2 separate regions of the Gossypium arboreum genome follow, and region 1 is linked to region 2. Evidence: chromatin contacts called from public Hi-C data. All regions are on one chromosome and are shown on one strand. Each heading gives the region's core, a stretch centred on a gene start, on an enhancer-like site or on the middle of the called end of the contact. The rest is flanking DNA. Distances are from core to core; before and after follow the strand shown.

Region 1 (3,353 bases), core at 141-2,640, 330 kb after region 2:
CTTTTGTTTTATTTTTAAATGCATTTAATGGAGTTGTTTTATTTTTACATGCAATTATTTGTTTATTTATTTGTTTGTCCATTTAGTTTTCATATCTCATTTGTAAGGAAACTTTTGTTTTGTTTTTTTATATTATCAAATGATGTATCTATATTTCAAAAAATGATGAATCTAAAATGATATATTTGTATTCAAGTATTTAATTTAGGAATACTCTTAAACAATAATAAAAAATAATTTCAACAATTAAAATTATATAAAATATTAGTAGCTTACAATTTTAAAATTAAATAAGTAATTATTATTTAATAATATTTAGAATATAATGATTAATTAGAAAAAAATTATAAAACTTCTATGTAAGCATAAAGTTAATTCTAGTAAATATAAAGCATAATGACTTATTTGACCATTTATTTAATTTTTACATATTTTAGTTATTGTGATTTTTTTTTGGGTCAAATTACGAATGAATGAAAAAGTGAACATTTAATTAATTTTTAAAATTTAAAATTAATTAAATGTTGACATGCCATCTATATTAGAATCCACGTGTATGCTATGTTAGTAAAGTTAACAAACATGAACTTTTCCATCCATTTTAGGATGATTTGACAAAAACTACAAATTTAAGGACTAAAAAAGATGATTTTTTTTGAAATAATTTGTTTAGTTTATTATTATAGGTCTAGATCAAAAAGTCTAATAAAACATTTGAAGAAAAATAAAAAAAACATAGCAACAAAAATAAAATAAAACTAAAACAACCTCTAGAAACTTCATCCAAAAAAAGCACTTCAGATTATTGGTGATACCAAATGGCCAAACCCTTCCTGACCAAAACAATCGTGGAGAATGTGACAGGAGGGGAGATTGAGGTTATCTTTGAATGGATAGATGAAATCCTCCATCCAAAGAGTAGGACCTAATATGTAGAAACTCATGGCAGTTGCATGAGTTGATTGCATGAGTTGAAGGTCCGATGCTGTTAAATCTATGGCTCTTAAATGTGCATCTTCTACCTAGAAACAATCTTCTAAGCTTTTCATCCCTTCTTTCGCCATTGCATGCGCAACGGTATTTCCTCTTCTGGTTATGAAGTTAAAACGATATGTTAAGAAGTTTCGAGATAATGCATTCATATCCCAGGTAATCGGTCTAATTTCATAATAGTAAAAGAGGCGAAAAATTAAATGAAAAACTAAAATAATTCTTTGGGTAAAAAAAATTATTATGCCTAAATATAACACATGTTATAAATACTCATAAGACGAAAAAGTTAAAAAATTACAAAGGAAAGGACCTGATTGGAGCAATATGATAATATAGGGACTTGTTTAAAATGTTTTAAAGTTTAGGACTTATTTAGAGTATCACCCATGATTTGGTATAATAAATAAAAAATCAGATGAGAGAGCCACCTAATGAAAAAGACGAGAACATTACGTGTGATCCATTGCAGAAGAGGATAAAGTATGGACAAAATTTATAGATATAATCTTGTACATCCCCCATACGTCACGGCTCTGTTCAGATCATAGGCCGAAAAGGCCTCCGTCTGTCTCAGTCCTCTACTTAAGGTACTCTTCTCTCTCTCCTTCCACATCAACTTTAACATTTTACTTCCTCTCTCTACCTTTGTTACTCAAGAAAAAGCAATGTAATAGAGATCGAGTTCATGATGAATTATTAAAAACCTTTCCTCTGTTTTTGTATATATTTCGGTTGGATTTTGAAGGAAACTTCTTTTTTTCCTTTTTTTTTGTGTGTAATTGCAGAGATGGGTTTTTCAAGGAAAGAGTACGAGTTCTTGAGCGAGATCGGATTGAGTTCTGGCAATTTGGGATGTTTTGTGAATGGCACCTGGAAAGGAAGTGGCCCTGTGGTTTCTACTCTTAATCCTGCCAATAATCAGGTTCTATTTTTTTAGAATGTTTTGTTTTTTCATGCTGGATAAGATGGGTTTATTATTAATTGTGGTGAGACTGATGGGATTGACTTTCTGAGAAAATAACATACATTCAATCTCATCGTATTTTTCCGACTTGGATCCTCCTCTATAAATCTTTAAAATAAACCAATGTTAAGACTTGCGCTTTTATGGAGTGGCAGTATTCTTGGTTTTAATTTTTAGCTTTTACTCATATGCTGTAGGTTTTCTTTTATTTTTGTTTCTGCATTTTAAAGATATTATTAATGTTTTACAAACACACTTGCTAGTTGCTGAGTACTAAACTACTTGATCCAGGCATTTAGAAACTATTAGTTTCTTCACTCCTATAATTTTAGTATTATTTAAATGTTGCTTTTGCAGAAAATTGCCGAAGTTAGTGAGGCTTCCATCCAAGACTATGAGGAAGGGATGCAAGCTTGCAGTGAAGCAGCAAAGATTTGGATGCAGGTAAGATGGACGGATACCATACTCTTAAACTTAATATTTCGGTTGGAAATTTACATTTCTCAATGCCATTTTTACTTCTCTGAACCTTTTATGCTTTATTTATTGTTTCAGGTTCCAGCCCCTAAGAGAGGTGACATAGTTCGACAAATAGGTGATGCATTGAGATCCAAACTACAGCAGCTTGGCCACCTTGTTTCTCTTGAGATGGGAAAAATTCTTCCCGAAGGAATTGGGGAAGTTCAAGTATGTAATGCAGCCTTGTCACTGTTATCACATTGGTTTCTTTGCATATAATATGTCATAAGGCAGCCCATATTGAACTACATGAGCCATTCAGCATTTGGTTGAGTTAGTTTAAATATTTTCTTCAATCTTCACATGACTCAAGAGAGAGGTACTTTTTGTTGGGAATCTGTCAATTTCTATTTTCTGCTAAAAATAAAAGAAATTCTTTTATTAATAGTCAAAGCAATGCGCCAAGAAGACCTTGCTTCTAGACTTAAGGTTTTCACTGTGTGTAGTTTGAATTCACCAAATCTTGTAACAGTACTATTTTCTGATATTTCTCTTTTACAGCAACTACTTTCCTTTTTCTTTTATGATTTCCACCATTCATGGAGATCATAAAATTTTTCAAGAGTTCTTCTGGAGTGGCAATGCTGTAATGAACTAAGATGTATAAATGTTATCAAATCGCAGGTGGAAGATTGTTAGTCTGCCATATCTTAGGCGTTTTTGTTGTTTATCTCATTCTGTCCCACATTAGCTTTCATGATAGGATTTCCTGTCAATTCTGTTGTTTTACTGGTTCATTGTCCAAATCTGTAAAAATGCATGAAAATTATGCTAACCATAACTATATATATAACTATATATATTCTTTACCTATGTAACTGTAAAATGCTAATCTTGCAGGAAATCATTGACATGTGTGACTTTGCTGTGGGTTTAA
Region 2 (3,155 bases), core at 455-2,954:
TTCCTGTGAATCATTGACTTCCTTCAAGAGCTGGTCATGCAGCATCTGTTCACGTCCTTTTGCAGCAGCTAGCTCTTGTTCTGCATAAAGGAATTGATCCCTAAACTTTTTCCTTTCCGCTTCTGCAAAGATTACGATTATATCAGTGTAAAATAATGTATCATGCAAGATCTAATTTCAAATGATCAAACACCAAAAAAATACATGCCAAAGCAAGAAGCTCCTTTTTTACCATTTTCAAAAGAGTATGAACTCAAATAGCAAAATTTTTAATTAGAAATTCTTAAGCAACACCTGTATATGATTTGAACAAAAAAAATCAGTAGATGAATCTGAATAAAATTTACTAGCTTGTTATTATACGAATTTTTGGATCAGAGCTTTGAACTTTATCATGACAATATTAGTGGGGCCAACCACAGGTAGCTCGTTATTAGCATTTTAAATTGCGTTAAGCATCTATTTTAAGATGTTCAAAACCTCACCGCAACCTCATAAGTTTTCCTCTTTCCCCTCATGGGAACCCTATAAGCCTTCAGCACTATAAAACAACTGGTAAAAGTAAACAGAATGTAAATTATAAATCACTATGCACGAACAAATGAGAAGTCAGCCCTTTATATAAGAACTTTTTGTTAATATTAAGGTACCATTTGGTTGTTGTTTTTGCTATTTGCTTGTTACTTGTTGAAGCACAAAGGACAAAGGGTTCGGACATTTCAGAATAGTTGAAATGCTGTTTTTCTTTTCAGGACAAAATGAATGTATGACTTTACTATTGTATTGAATAACTAATCTATGTTAGAATCGGTATTGCACTTCAGTCATTTCTTCAATTTTAATTAATTACAATTTATCTTTTCTGCGATATCTTATCCTAGAAAGCAAAACACAAACAAGTAAATGAAGCATAAACACACGCGGAAAGTCCTTTGGGAAAAGAACAACAGCATTGAGTAAAACTTAATGCATTCGTCATTTTGCAAAATATGCACAAAAATGCAATATCCATACAAATAGAAGTGTACTTAACAAATTCACAAGACCAAAGTGTAGATATAATCTACCGGCTTTAGAAAGGTTTTCATTTAAAATCTCTAGTTTGGACTGATAATCACGAATTTGCTTCTCCGCATTGCTCAAGGCATCTATAAAATCTGCTTTGACCTAAGAAAATAAAACAATAAAATTAAGAAATAAAGCAAGAAAGAAAAAAGCAAATTGGAATATGAATGCTAAAATCTGCTTTGACCTAAGAAAATAAAACAATGAAATTAAGAAAGAAAGCAAGAAAGAAAAAAGCAAATTGGAATATGAATGCTAACTGATGCAGGAATTAACACAAGACTACCATCTGTCGGCATTGATAAGTGCAGAGGAGGTGATCAGAGGGCTGGTGAGGCGACTCCGGCGGAGGCGCCGCCAGAGGATTGTCCTCATAGATGACGAGACGTCCCTCGGAAGCTACTTGCGGTGACGGACTCTCGTGAAGTATGGGTTCGGCTCTTTGCTTCTTGGGTGGTGGAGTCCTCAGGATCATATTGTCTCCACAAATTCAAATTTCTAGGGTTTCTCTCTCTTTTTCTCAACAATTCAAAATCAAATTTGGAAGAAAGGAAAATGGCGCATTTCTATTCTATGTTCGGGCAATGACAAAGCGCCCGTCACTTCTGGACCAAATAGTTTTGATGCATCATTTAGTCCCTAAATATATAGTTTTTTCCTATTTTGATCCTTAAAGTTTGTTTTTTACTCAGATTAGGTTTTTTGCGGATCACTGATTTGGTCCTTTTGACATTAAAAAAATTATAAGGATAAAAAGTTCTCAAGAAAATACCAAAAAATAAATTAAGCCTATTGAGTATTTTTGTGTGTCTGTCTCTCAAAGGGGGTTAATTTATTTATTTATATGATACGGTTCATAACGTCCTAAGTAGGCTCCCATGAATGCCAACACGTACCTTATTCTAAGATCCACACGTGTTCTCTAGGTGTTCGTTTGCCTGCATAGTGATGCGAACCTACCTTATAGAGCTCATGAAAGGATACGAACTCACCACGAATTCACTATGTGTGAACTCATGTAAAGATGTGAACTATGCAGATTACAAGTAGGTTCCAATCAGGTAACCGGGTACTGGGCCGATAATAGCGGACACCATAACAATTTGTCTTCCACTTAGTTTGAATAAGAGTTATAAAGTGGCTCTTCTTAGAACTTGGTTAAGTGAAGTGAGGGATTTATAAGAATGAAACTTATTATATATGCACTTCACTCAAAATTGTTGTTCAAGTTTTGTCAGATGTTAAAGGGATGTACAGTTGTACGATGCTAATTGAGCCTTCGCTCTTGGATATGTGAATCTTCATGCTTTGAATGCTTTGAATTTCTTTAAAAGGATCAGACTTTAACCCTAAATTTGAACCGTTTGGGTTTGAAATTTTTGAGAAAGAGACGTTGTTGAGAAGAACAGTCATGATTTAAGGTAAACTTCTTAAAATTTTCAAATACTCCTTCTAGTCATTCTAGATTTAGTTAGGTATTATGATTAGGGTAAGAAGAGGTGGTCTTAGTGGTCAGGGTAACCATAGTGGTTCAAAGAATGAACACTTGCAACTTCGTGAAGCTGGTGTACCTATAGAGACGACAGCTTATGCCTATACGACAAAGAACGAAGAAATGAGTTGTCATTCAACTGTTCGAGGCATTCAGGTGCCTAATTTTCCTATGACTTCTCAATTGTTGAAGGTTTGATGTGATTGAGTGATTCTAAAAAGGGTTTCTTACTTTTGCTGCATGTTGATCTGCCGTAATTTGGTATAGCAAATTAAACTAGTTTTCGCACTTTAGGAGCTTGAACATAAGTATTTTAGTTAAGTTTTAATTACATTTTCATAAGTTTAGCTAAGTTCAATAAAGTGTGTAATTTGAGTCTTTTGTTGACCTTAGAAGCCGAATGTGAGCTAATAGACTTTGTGAGCATATAGGAGATCATTAGAAGGCGTGTTAACTCGATACTGGTTACTGGGTTACAGCACAAAGCATTGGATGTTGCAACATAAGGAGTAGAATAGAAGAATTCTAAGACTGCCTTCAATGTCGCAACATACCCCTGAAGACATCCTGAATATGAGCATACTGCCCTTGATGTTGC

What was found. Hi-C and Micro-C count contacts between places; a contact is called where the count stands out from the background.
Region 1: a contact with region 2 is called in a Hi-C map of leaf, with 2.7 times the contacts expected there. The contact joins the promoter of LOC108473666 here to the promoter of LOC108473556 in region 2. A contact is called at or near these places in 2 of 5 Hi-C or Micro-C datasets (both in leaf).

What each region holds. Positions count from the first base shown.
Region 1 is chr6:16,464,780-16,468,132 of ASM2569848v2, forward strand. It overlaps LOC108473666 (aldehyde dehydrogenase family 7 member B4), which reads left to right and starts at 1,391. Exons shown (of 16, transcript XM_053029596.1): 1 at 1,391-1,580; 2 at 1,779-1,915; 3 at 2,315-2,401; 4 at 2,513-2,644; 5 at 3,317-3,353. The coding sequence starts at 1,781.
Region 2 is chr6:16,130,419-16,133,573 of ASM2569848v2, forward strand. It overlaps LOC108473556 (mitotic spindle checkpoint protein MAD1), which reads right to left and starts at 1,705. Exons shown (of 15, transcript XM_053029724.1): 1 at 1,352-1,705; 2 at 1,068-1,167; 3 at 1-122. The coding sequence starts at 1,540.